Regions from separate parts of the Mus musculus genome. Here region 2 is linked to region 1. The links are chromatin contacts, called in public HiChIP or PLAC-seq maps. All regions are on one chromosome and are shown on one strand. Each heading gives the region's core, a stretch centred on a gene start, on an enhancer-like site or on the middle of the called end of the contact. The rest is flanking DNA. Distances are from core to core; before and after follow the strand shown.

The links. HiChIP or PLAC-seq counts read pairs in DNA pulled down with a chosen protein or histone mark.
Region 2: a contact with region 1 is called in an H3K27ac HiChIP or PLAC-seq map of oligodendrocyte precursor cells, with 11 times the contacts expected there. The contact joins two enhancer-like sites. A contact is called at or near these places in 9 of 39 promoter capture datasets (the C10 cell line, the HPC-7 cell line, the SN4741 cell line and 6 more), 3 of 15 datasets of contacts at CTCF or cohesin (hippocampal excitatory neurons, large pre-B cells and stem cell-derived epiblast-like cells), 4 of 484 Hi-C or Micro-C datasets (cerebral cortex, cortical neurons, embryonic stem cells and 1 more), 16 of 115 datasets of contacts at active chromatin or transcription factors (bone marrow-derived macrophages, cardiomyocytes, craniofacial prominence and 11 more) and 3 of 9 other capture datasets (embryonic stem cells, liver and pancreatic islet).

What each region holds. Positions count from the first base shown.
Region 1 is chr2:164,147,284-164,153,265 of GRCm38.p6, forward strand. It overlaps Stk4 (serine/threonine kinase 4), which reads left to right. Exons shown (of 11, transcript NM_021420.4): 11 at 4,390-5,982. The coding sequence ends at 4,548. Among named protein-coding and RNA genes, the nearest start is that of Kcns1, 21 kb to the right of the region's middle. Within about 2 kb of position 3,203, at least 66 of the 459 cell types and tissues checked have an H3K27ac peak or open chromatin away from gene starts, as enhancers often do. A contact at or near this core is called in cerebral cortex, neural stem cells and oligodendrocyte precursor cells, where this site is marked.
Region 2 is chr2:164,385,719-164,391,700 of GRCm38.p6, forward strand. Matn4 (matrilin 4) reads right to left here. Exons shown (of 11, transcript NM_013592.4): 10 at 4,075-4,182; 11 at 3,675-3,996. The coding sequence ends at 3,938. Among named protein-coding and RNA genes, the nearest start is that of Rbpjl, 14 kb to the right of the region's middle. Within about 2 kb of position 3,568, at least 176 of the 459 cell types and tissues checked have an H3K27ac peak or open chromatin away from gene starts, as enhancers often do. A contact at or near this core is called in cerebral cortex, neural stem cells and oligodendrocyte precursor cells, where this site is marked.

The DNA.
Region 1 (5,982 bases), core at 1,953-4,452:
TTGCTCAGAGCTCCTTGGACAGACAGCATACACCACCAGGCTGGGAAAGGCAGCGGCTTGTGGCCTTTGGGTGATTGTTAGACTGCAGTGAGCGCAGTCTACCATCAGCCTGGACTGATGTGCCGAGAGACTTTCAGGGGGCCTCAGAAATTCTAGATGCCCTTGATCAAAAGACTTTCTGTGTTCTCCATCTAAAGCAAGAGCTCTCAGAACAAGAGCCTGCTGTGAGGAAGCTCTTCTCACCTTCAGTAGTGAGCCTGCGCCGACTGAGTTCTTGTCTAGAAGGGTCACATTTCTTAATATCTTGATTATTTCATTTTATCCAAGGAATACTGTTATAGTAGGAGTTGTTTTTTGTCTGAGGAACAACACTGCATGAGGCACACCCTTCACACATGGCTGACCTGGGACTGGATACTTGCTTCCCATCAGCAGAAAGCCTATAAATGTTCATTGAGCTGAGGTTTGTCTTCAAGGATGTTAGAGTTTGCATGAGGTTTGCCCCCCCAAACCCCACCCCCCTGCATAAAGGCTCGCATGGTGGAAGGTTGGTGTCGCTGCGACTTCATCAATGGAGGCTATCAACAGCAATGAAGACCCATTCATTTAGTCATTCCTCCAGCCAGGCAAGGCTTAGTGGAGTAGATGAGGTGAGGCCATTTCCTTCCCTCTGAGAACTTTCATCCTAGGAAGAGAAACAAGTGAAGAGAGTAAACATACAAGACACACTTCTGATGAGGAGGCGCATACGTGCTGCAGCCTCTGCCTGCTCACAGAGTGACATAGAAAATGGGACTTTACAAAAGTATCCTATTGTCCCGGCAGAAGGGGCTGAGTGGCTTAAGTTTTATGTACTTCAACAGACTCATTATAGAATTAATGTAGGTATTTAATCATTTATGGATCTCTTCTGATTCAAGTTCATTGAATTGTGATGTTAAAATTAAGTGATGACCAGAGCCCCTCTAGATGATCTGGTCAGAATAGTTGTGTGACATTTGAGGTGTGAGGATCTGAGTGGAAACCTGAAGGATGGGGGTGACCTGAGCACCAGCCACTGAGACAAAGGTCTTTGTGACTATTGGAAGACTCACAAGTGACATGTCCAAAGACCAAGCAAAGGAAGAGTTGTAAAGAGTGAGGCCTTTGTAGGAGAATTGGATTTAAAGATAGTAAGACCTGCTTTACTCTGGTTTCAGTTGTGCTTTTGCTGTGGGTTGGTGGTGGTGTGGACGAGGGGACTGGAGACAGAAACCACCCTGATGAACTTGAATCACACCAGAGATGAGCTCCACAGGGCTGGGCTGTGGGCAGGAGAGCTGTAAGGGAAAGGAAGAGCTCCCAGGAGAGGGGCGGTCCATTCCTGGGGTGGGGAGGAAAGCAGGTAGATAGCTAGAGCTCTCTTTAGTGCAAGCTGCAAGCTCCTGTAGCATACCAGGGAGTCCTATAGCCAGTACAACTGGAGCTAGATGATTCTCCTGGAGTAGATTCTGGGCTCTAGGTATGAGTGGCAGTCACAGCATAGAGAACATATGTAAACCTAGAAGGATACTCACGTTGAGTTCCTCCTGTCTGCTGAAAACCATTCAGACTTCCTGGATTGCTCATATGAGAATCTGATCCTTTGGATGCTGGTTTTATTTAGCAAAACTGTACAGACATTTTACTGAACCATTTGAAATTTATTTATGTCACCAAGGACCAGGAAGGTGAAATGCTATATCTGGCGCCATAAAACTATTGTCTGAGCTTGTTTGTCAGAAAAATCTATATCTGCATGGTGTGATCAAATCCTCAGCCCTGCCCTACTGGCTGTGTCCTAATGGGGAAGGCATAAAAACCCCCAGAGGACTAAGAGCAGTCATTGTTTAGATTTAAGGTGGCAGAGTTAGAACGAGAATGTCTGTCACCCCAGGTTAGAATCAAGGATAACAGAGCTGCTTAGAAACTAGGAACCCATAAGAAGCTTTAGACTAGGCAGCTGTTTGGTGCGAATTTTGTTAACAGCTGGAAAGGCAGGTGAGGAGTCATGCTTGAGGCCCATCTCTAAGATGCCGCACTTCCCGCAGAGTCTGAGAAGGTAGTGCATTTTCCTCAGCTTACATTACCCTCTGTCCTCATGCAAGGAAGTCTGCTTTCCAGGTCCCTGCCTCCCTGCCTGCCTGCCTTTCTTCTTTTGTTCCTCCCTCCCTTCCTTCCTTCTGTCCTCCCTCCCTCCCTCTCCTCTGTCTTTTCTCAAAGCATACATCCTCTTTACAGGGTTATTACTGACTTATTGTGCTTGTCACTACCTGTGTTGCCTCACCGGGGCCATGACTTCTGTTGTTTTGTTCACTTAATTGTCTTGTGAATTATCAGTAGTGATTGACCTGTAGTCGGAGTTCAGTGAATATTCCATAATGTGTGGATGAAACATTTTTGTCAAACAACCCCAAGTTGTTGAACCTTGTGGGAACTCTCAGGTTTTAGGTATTATTAGCACAGAGAGGTGAAATAGGTGCTGTGTTGTTTTTCACTTGTGGGATCCTACTTAAAGCAGCAGACTCACGAACAGCTTGGTTATGGGAGATTATCAGTAACAATGGCAGTGATCACTAGCATTTCTTGAATCAGAGCTCACTACCTGTCCGACATGCACTGTAGGAAGTCCTGAGCTAACAGTGTTTCGTGGCACTCATGTCCTCCTCTGAATCTTCTCACAGTCCAGTCTGGGAGGAAGAACTAGACCGTCTGTGTGTTCAGGGAGACTAAGGCTCGAGAGGGAAGTTGCTTCTTCAGGGTGTCACAGCCAGTACAGGCAGTGATCTGAGGATTAAGTTCTTAGCGACCTGTAACATTCAGTATTGGGTTTAGGGTGTTTTCTCTTGGAAGAGGAATTGAAAACACGGAAGACTAGGCAAGCGACAGTCTTCAGGGTGTCCCTGGGCCAAAAACATCAACCTCCAAGGTGGTATAAACCACAGCCTGGAAAAAAGACAGTTTATTCAGCTCAGCCTTCCAGCATCCCCACACCCTCAGGTCTTCCCATTCTCCATTACAAAGAACCCTTCATCTTCAACTGGTAGGCTTTTTCTGCTTCTCGGAAAACTTCCCTGAAACCAGCCAAAGAAAATTCCTGTGGTGACAGGTCACACTAAACCGTTTCTAGGGAGGCCACTGTAGCAGTCATTCACACCCTGCCCCCTGAGGAAGGTGGGTGGGAAGAAACTCCTTCTCCCAGCGTCTCTAACGCGGCCCTGTGGAGGCCTCAGGAAGGGGCTGACTGAGGGCTGTGGTAGTTTATAAATGTGAGCACAACAGGTCCCTTGTGAGACTCCGGCGAGCCTGTGAGTTCTAGGAACACTGGACTTCCTAGGAGCAACAGGGACGCTCGCCACCCAGTGTGCACAAGGCTAGCATTCACTCACAGCTCTGCAAGTCAGGCTGCCCTCGTAAAGTCAGCAACACCACACATGGGGCGCAGATTCCATTTCATTCTTAACGGAACTCCTGTGAACCTTCACTGCTCCCTCCGTAGACACAAACAGCTTATGGGGAAAGTGCTGGGGTTGCAGCTGTGTGCTACCACTCCAGCCTGGGACCACAATTTGCCAATCTGCTGGCATTTCAAAAGTCCTGTTTGGAACTTGAGTTATTGCATAGGGCTGGGCTGTGCTGGCCTGCCTTTCTGCAGAGCTGGCTCACATGGGCTGTGGAGCCATCCTGCTGGTTACCCTCTGATGCTGCCGCATGCTCCCTGGGAGATGCCAGGCAGGTTATCTAGTCACTCTCCCCTGGCTTGTGTGCCCTGTAGCATAGGGACACTGGAACACTCCTGTCCTTTCTCAAGAATATTAATGGAGTCAATCTGTCTGGCTCCCAGAGCTCAGCGTGTCAGCACTAGCCATATTTTTAATGTATATGTTGTCCCTTTCTCTCTGTGTATAAGATTAGTTGAAATTTCAAGGATTTGCCAGCCAAAGGTTGTACCCGCATGGTCAGGAGCCACATGCAGATGACCCACACAGATGCTTGGTTTCAACCTAGTGAATGTTAGTGGGGGTTAGTATGGCTGTGTGGGACTCTGGGGTATGGGGGGGAGGCTCATCTGCACTGAAGGTAAGTTCCAGACACAGGCATGAGCACTGTCTCTGAACTTGTATGGACTAGGTAAGAAGTAGGAGTCAGCGAGTTACTGTATATGATGAATATGTACTTCAGAGTTTTTCAGGGATGCCTGGTCTCAACAGCTCTGTGGTTGTGGTCATTGGAATTAGCTCTTGCTAGCAGCCGCTGCTCCTTGATTCTGACTGATCACACTATCCTCCTGCCCACTTTCCCTCTGGATGCTGGAGGAGACTGGGATTCTCAGCTCAGACATTGTGGTGACTTTTCTCACTTCTCTTCTAGCTCAAGAGCTGGACTGTGGAGGACCTTCAGAAGAGGCTCTTGGCCCTCGACCCCATGATGGAACAGGAAATGGAAGAGATCCGGCAGAAGTACCGGTCCAAGCGGCAGCCAATCCTGGATGCCATTGAAGCCAAGAAGAGGAGGCAACAGAACTTCTGACAACACCAGCCCAGCCTTGGTGGCTTCTGGGTTGCTAGACTCATGTCTGTTAGCCAGCACTTCTGCTCTGTCATCTCTCCACAGCACCTTTGTGAACTCAGGAATGTGCGCCAGTGGGAAGGGCTGCTTGGCAGTCACAGTGCCATTTGGTGTGTGCATTTACACTGGCAAGGTGTATCTTGAAGGGTTTGTATTGGTGCTTTTAACTCAGAATTCTAGACCCCAGGAGCAGAGACTCCTAGTTCAGTGATAGCTGGGAAATTTTTTACATTGTTTCTTTTTGTTTTCCTTCTAGTAATAGCTTTTGGTTGCTCGCCCTGGAAGACTTTTTAAAAATCTATAAATATGCATATATTATATATATATATAAATTATAAATAGATTCCCCACTCTGTGGTGGTGTCTCTGTACAGGTACAGTTTCAAACACTTTGCCTCTTTCCTGTGAGATTATGGTACTGTGCAGCAAGCGGGCAGAAGACACTGGGAGGCTCGTAGGTGGTCACTGAATCCCAGACGTCAGCTTCACCCATTGCAGGGTTGCATGGAGAAATTAGTCTTGGGATGGTTGTGCCACCACAGTGACGAGCCTCCCATGGTCCCCACTGGCCTCGGAAGCTGTCGGTGACGCCAGGAAAAAATGTGGAGAACTTGAGAGTTTGCTCTTTTCCCAGGAGACGCCTGCACCCTCTTTGCAGAGTAGCCTTTGCTGTCTCAACGCCTTTCATCCATCGCCACCCTCCCAGCTGCCTAAAGTCGCATCCAAGATACTGCCCAGTGCCTTAAGAGGAGACACATCTGTGAAAGGACAGGCTTTCAAGAACTTTCCAGCAAACCAGGCCCTATCCAGTCCAGAAAATCTCAGTGTTCCTGGGTAAAATCACACACGGCATTTGTTCTTCATTTCGTAGATACAGGGTAAAGGGCATTGCTTCCATAGTCCACATCCAAATACGTGATTGTTTATTTTTTCATTCACTGTGGAGGCTCTGGCAAGGGTAAATTAATGCCCAACTGAGGCTCACTCCCAGAAGGCTTAGTTGGATTCAGAATGGTAGGGAAGGGACTGTCATAGTCATAGTAGGTCTGATTGTATTGTCCAGGTGGAAAAATGAGACTCAGAGGAGAGGTGACATTACCAACACCACAAATCAGGGTAGACTAGAAGTAGGGATTGGAATTCAGAGCATTTGTCCTGTACCACTGGACCAAGAGCCTCTTCACTGAGAGAATGAAGCTACCACTGTACATCAGGTTGGCCCAGGAACCCCTGCTCTTTCCTTGCCTCTTTGGTACCTGAGCTGCTATGGAAAGGCTCCCCAGAGGAGCCGTGTCATTCAGTCCCAGCTACTAGTGGGTTCCTTACTGTGTCCCAGAGACAGACAGTCTCTCATGGAGGGCCTGCAGCAGGGTAGAGGACTTTGCAGAAGACAGT
Region 2 (5,982 bases), core at 2,318-4,817, 240 kb after region 1:
AAAGTTTGGGTCAAGTTACTAAGTAAGGCAGGAGTGAAGGTCTTTGTTGAGAGAGGGGAGGGAGGAAGGGAATACAAAGGAAAGAGAGATTGTCCAGGACAAAGCCGCGGACTCGACTCGAAGTCAGGATGGCTAGCAGGAAGTGTGAAGGGAAGCTGAAGGGCATATACAGGTCATTTGAGGATCAGCTCCTCAGTCTAACTAGAACCTTCTACGCCCCCACCCCACCCCACCCCCAACCCCACACCCCAAGCCTCCTCTCCTAACCATCTCCTTGGGCCTCAAGCCAAGGCTGCGGGAGGCTTGTGCCTGATCCTCAGCTCTGACAAAGGCCCCATTCTTTCTGGCTGGCCACAGCTGGAGCCCATGTGGGGCAGCCCATGTGTGGCTGGGAGCCAGGAGGTCTCTGTCCAGCCCAGCGCTGGCAGTAATTGGACGTATAATCTTGAACGAGGCACCCTCCCCTCTGTAGCCCGTGTCTCCCTTCAGTAAAATAGCAGCCACCGCACTGCCCTGTAATCCCCCTTGGGTGGCACGTGGCTCTGCTGAGCTGCAAAGTGATGGGAAACTTCCTTGTGAATCACCATAAACGCCAGTCACGGTGACTATTAGGACCATTTTCATCATCGTGGCTATTCTTTGATTCACACACCAACTGTCCTCCACTCCCTCTCTCTTCCTGCCCTTCTGGAATGTGGCTTTAGAGAACACGAGGCTCCTGTCAATCAAACCCTTCCCCTCCTCTCCTCTAAGGTATACAGCCTTCTGTCACCTGGTATTGAGTCCAGGCCCCTCCCTTTCGTCCCGTTCTGGCCACGCCCCATTTCTGACCATTCTGATGAGTTAGGAAGGGGCCAGGACATTACGAGCTTGGTGAGTGATTTGGGACATCTGTCTTCCCCTCTCTCACCAGTGGCTTCCTCTGATAGTGAAAGGATCTATGCTCCAAACCCCTCACAGTGTTGCCTTGAGAATCACGTGGTCACACAACGCTCCTACCCCCTTGGCTGTCTAAAACCTGTCTAAAGCCCTTCCATGTGTTCTCTTCGCATCAACCATTGCTCTCTCCCTCTCTCTTCCCTGTTGGCTCCTCATAAACTTTAAATGCTCGCAGGAAAGGGGAACATTTACCATCAGACCCGCAAGTTAACAGAGGTTGAATCGATGGTGCCCTCCAGTCCAAAATAAAATGGTAAGATCCAACCCTGAGAAAGTGTGCTTGATTCGGGGAAATGGACCAAGTGTGAAGGATGTCTTCCATCTTAGTTACCCGAGACTTCCTCCCTGGCCCACGGACCTCTTTGCAGTTCAAAACCCTTGGTGTTAAAAGGAAGGACCATCATTAGCCCAAGCTCCAGGGGGCAGGGGGGCACCTGCTAGGGTGCTGAGATACAGGTCTAAAGCAGAGCTTCCGGCGCCATCCTGTGGCCACAAGGGAGAATGCAGACGTAAAGAAATGGTAGGGACAGGAAGCAGGTAGGTGTTGGTTGCATCCAGGAAAGATGGATGCTCTAGCTTCCACCAGCCCTCACAGTTCCCCAACAGGAAGTGCCCTATTGCAGTCCCGCATCCACGCAAGTCTTCTATCTGGCCCCTCTGCTTACTCACGGTGTGCTCTCAGACAAGAACCTGTGGCCCCTAGGAAGGACTCTCCTTAACTTTAAACTTGAGGGATTGGGCAAGGTGAGCTCTCATGCCAGCCACTACCCTGGCCTGCTTACTTTATCTGATCATGATATCTAAGTAAGGTCCTGATCATCTCAGCTCCTGTTCCCAGCCGCTCCTGACCCACATGACCAATCACAGAAAGTATTGCCATATCATTTAAGGTTTTGCTCAAAGCTCCCCACCCCCCCCTTTTTTTCTTGCCTGCACTATCCTTCATCAGACATTCCCCTTTTCTATACAGTTGCACACAGGTGGACCTCACTCCCTATCCAGCCTTAGCAGTACAGACATCAGCCAGCCTAGCCTCGGCCCTGTTCCGCTCAACAACTTCCATGCCTGAATCATGGGAACCTATGAATAAATCTATGACTCTACATGACAAAGGAGATTTCTGGGAGTTTTTCTGAAGTAGAAGCATGTCTGTGATTGTCAAAGTCATAACAATATAATCACAGAGAAAGAGAGAATCACACAGAGAGAGAGGTGTTAAGATCAGAGGGCAGTGAGACCATGAGCCAAGGGACTTGGGAGGCCTCTAGAAGCTACAAAGGAAAGCAGATTTCTCCAGAAAGAATGCAACCCTGCCAACCCATCTTGGACTTCTGACTCCGGGAACTGTGAGACAGGGAACTGATTTTGCCTTCGAAGCTCTCGTTTGTTACAGCAGCAATCAGAAATATAGCATGTCAGTCCAGCCTCTGACTAGACGTGCCGTTTTGGGAAACTACATGACTCCATTTCCTCTTGTCTAAAATGGAAATGATGAAGGCAATAATTATCTTTAGCATTTATTTTTACATTATTAGGACCATTTTCATCATCGTGGTTATTCCTTGATTCACAAGCAACTGCCCTCCACTCCCCTCTCTCCTCCGGCCCTTCTGGAATGTGGCTTTAGAGAACACGAGGCTCAGGTCAGTCATACCCTTCCCCTCCCTCTAAGGTATCCAGCCTTCTGTCACCTGGTATCGAGTCCAGGCCCCTCCCTTTCACCCTGTTCTGACCACGCCCCGTTTCTGACCATTCTGATGAAGTAGGAACAGGTGGCAGGTGGAAGTCAGAGAGCATCCTACAGGAGGAGTTCTCTCTTTTACCATGAGGACCCTGATGTTTGAAAGCAGATTGTAAATCTTAATGTGTAAATGTGCTTGCCAGCTGAGCCATCTTGCCTTCTAAGATCCTAATTATCTCACGAGGTTGTCTGGATAAAAAACGGATACAATGGCAATATTAGGAAATCGCTTCAAACCAGGTCCAAGACATATTTCTATAAGAATAATTGCTAACTATCATTAACAAAGGACCTAAAATACATGTCGGGCACAAAGTCAGGTACCTTAGCATACATTCCTCTAGCCACAGTCCTGCTTGTACCAGTTAACCCTTGTCTCAGCTTTAACAATGGCAAAACAAACCCGGGGGAATTTACCTGACGCCCATTCTGGAACCCAACGTATTTTAAGCTTTAGTTTGCCATGTGTACCCGGGAAGTTCGTGTTCCTTGCTGGTAGAGAGGGTTGTGTGCATGCAGCTCAGCTTTGCTTCTTGAAGGAGTGGCAGAAGAGAGCCACAGGCTCAGGGATGCCACCAAGTGTCAGAGGCAGATGATACAATCCAGGTGGAGCACATCCCGCATCCCCCACTCTTTCTGGTCAGGGGCTCAACAGAGTTTCTCACATCCCCAGCCAGGTCCCAAGCGGCCTTTGAGCCACATTTTTTGGCTCCAGAAGACAGGAACAGCAAGAAAACGACGTGCTAGAAGATGGGGGACTCAGACTTCCTCGGACCCAAAGGTTCTCGGGGCATCCCCTCCCTCCCCACGTCCTACATAACGGGCCATCTGTTCTGGGGCTGAATAAACAAGAGACGGGAAGCAGCGGCCCCCTGCCCCCCAGCCCCAGTACTGCACAATGCGCCTTTCTCCAAGAGGACGCCACCCGGGCGCCTATGAGCACGCTCGTCTGAACTCCCCTCCCTCTGCCAGCATAGCAATAGCCACAAACCGACCCCGTGAAAACCAAATTTTTTTTTTTTTTTTTTAGAAAAGGAAAACAAAAAAAGAAATCCAACAAAGCTCGCGGCGAGTGTAGCAGTCCTTCCCCACCAGCACCTCCCCATCCCCTCATCCCCATCCCCTAAATCTGGCTCCTGGTCCAGGTGAGGCCAGCTCGAAGGCAGCGCGTGGGGCCCGCCAGCGCCCCCTCCTGGACGGTCCAGGCTGCGGGGCTCGGCCTCGGTCTCGCGTGGCTGCTCAGACAGCGTGCGACCCTCACTTTCGGCTAGCCAGCTGGTTCTCCAGCTCCTCCAGGCGCTCTGTCAGCCGAGCCAGTGAGCGGTTAAGGAAGATGTGGTCTCAGAGATCCCTTCACCCGCCCTGCAACCCGCACCTCCAGCCCCAAAGGATATGGTTCTGCGTCAGGCTCTCGAGCGCCCCCAGCGTGCGGCCCTGGAACTCCACGAGGCTTTCGCATTCGCAGGGACTCCGAAGCTCTGTCCCCGCGCCAATGCCCTCCTCTGCAAGGAGAGAGCCAAGAGTCAAAGGAATGAGGAACCAAAAGGGAGCCCACCAGGCTGTGGCTTCGACCTTCTGATACACCTCTACCGAGTCGATGGTGTACATGCAGGCTTTGGATTTAGACCTAGCCTGAGTCCCAGCCAAATAGCACAGAAGTCCTGGGGGAAACTCAACCCCTCAAGTCTCAATTCCCCCGCATCCGTAAAATGGATATAATGAAAGAAGCTACCCACTAGTGGTTATGAGATTAGACGATTTGCGTATGTGGACCCACTTGCAAGAGAAATTCTCCAACCCTTATGCTTGCTGGGATTACCACAGAGCTTGCTAGAATCCAGATTTCGACTCAGAGTAAAAATCTGCACTTTCACTAAGCTCCTGAAACACATTAATTCTGAAGTCCATGGGTTTCACTTTGATTAGAAAAAGTCTAGATGGATGAGCTGGTCCAAATGAGACCACGACAAACAATGGACATGTTCTCTATCTGTCTGTCCTGGCCGATTCAATACCCAAAAGCCACCTGGAGCTTAAGACACTTGAAATGTGGCGGGTACAACTGAAGAACTCAGTTTTTATTCTGTGTTATTGTGACCAATTGTAATTCATCATACACACGTAGCGACTGAATACCGTACTGGCACAATATCTAGAGCAATGCCAGGCACAAGTCAACCCTGTACTGTGTATTTCTAGTAAACCAGCATTCCGTGGACAAGCAGTATTAGCATAACCTAGGAATATGTCATAATGGCAAATTATCAAACCCTATCCCAGACCTAGTGAGTCAGGATGAAGTGCAACAATATGCGATTCCACTGATTCTGATGAAATTAATGTTTAAATTATAGGTCCAAGTCAGGCGTGGTGGTACATGCCTTTGGTCCCAGCGCTCAAGAGGCATAGGCAGAAGGAAGGATCTCTGTGAGTTTGAGGCCAGTCTGATCTACAGAGTGAGTTCCAGGAGGACAGCCAAAGCTACACAGAGAAACCCCGTCTCAAACGCAAAAACAAAAAATTATGGATCCAAGTTTATCTCCACACACACACTTCAACATCTAAGAGTAGAGTAGAGATAAACTTGGTTGTCTATGTTTCCTTAACAGTACAGAAAATGGTGGGGAATATTACGGAGATAGCATCACTGCTGGTCCACGCCATTTTCTATTTTAATGTTTTATTATGTATGTGTATGATACATGTGTGAGGGCAGACCACAGCATTCATGTCAACATCAGAGAACATCTATTGTGAGTCAACTCTCTCCTCACACCTTTTTGAGGCAGCGTCTCTCTTTAGTTTTTGCCTCTCTTTGTATCCAGGCAAGCTTTCAGGTGCTTCCGTCTGCACCACCCATCTCCCTGCAGGGATGCTGGGTACAGATGTGAGCCATCGCATCGGGCTTTTTGGTAATGTGTTCCAGGATCGAACTCAGGTCGCCGGGTTTGCATGGCAGCTGCTTTTACACGCTGTGCCATCTCACCAGCTCTTGTTTTTTAATATTGCAGGCACTAAAATAGCAGCAAGATTCTTAGCCTCAGCCTCCATAGGGAGATTCTACTATCAGTCAAACCCTCATCCTTGTGTCATTTTATTGATGGCCTCGTTAACACTCCCAAATGTTCACCTCTGACTTTAGAGCTGTAGAACCGAGGGTTACAGAAAGATGAGGATCTGCCTGGGCCTGAATGGTCAGCCAGTGAAGAGCTTTAGCAGAGCGTTCCAACTTGCCTCCGAAATCTAAAGCTGGCAGTAACTTTGGGCATCTTTCCTCATACAGAAGAGGGTAAGGTAGGGCC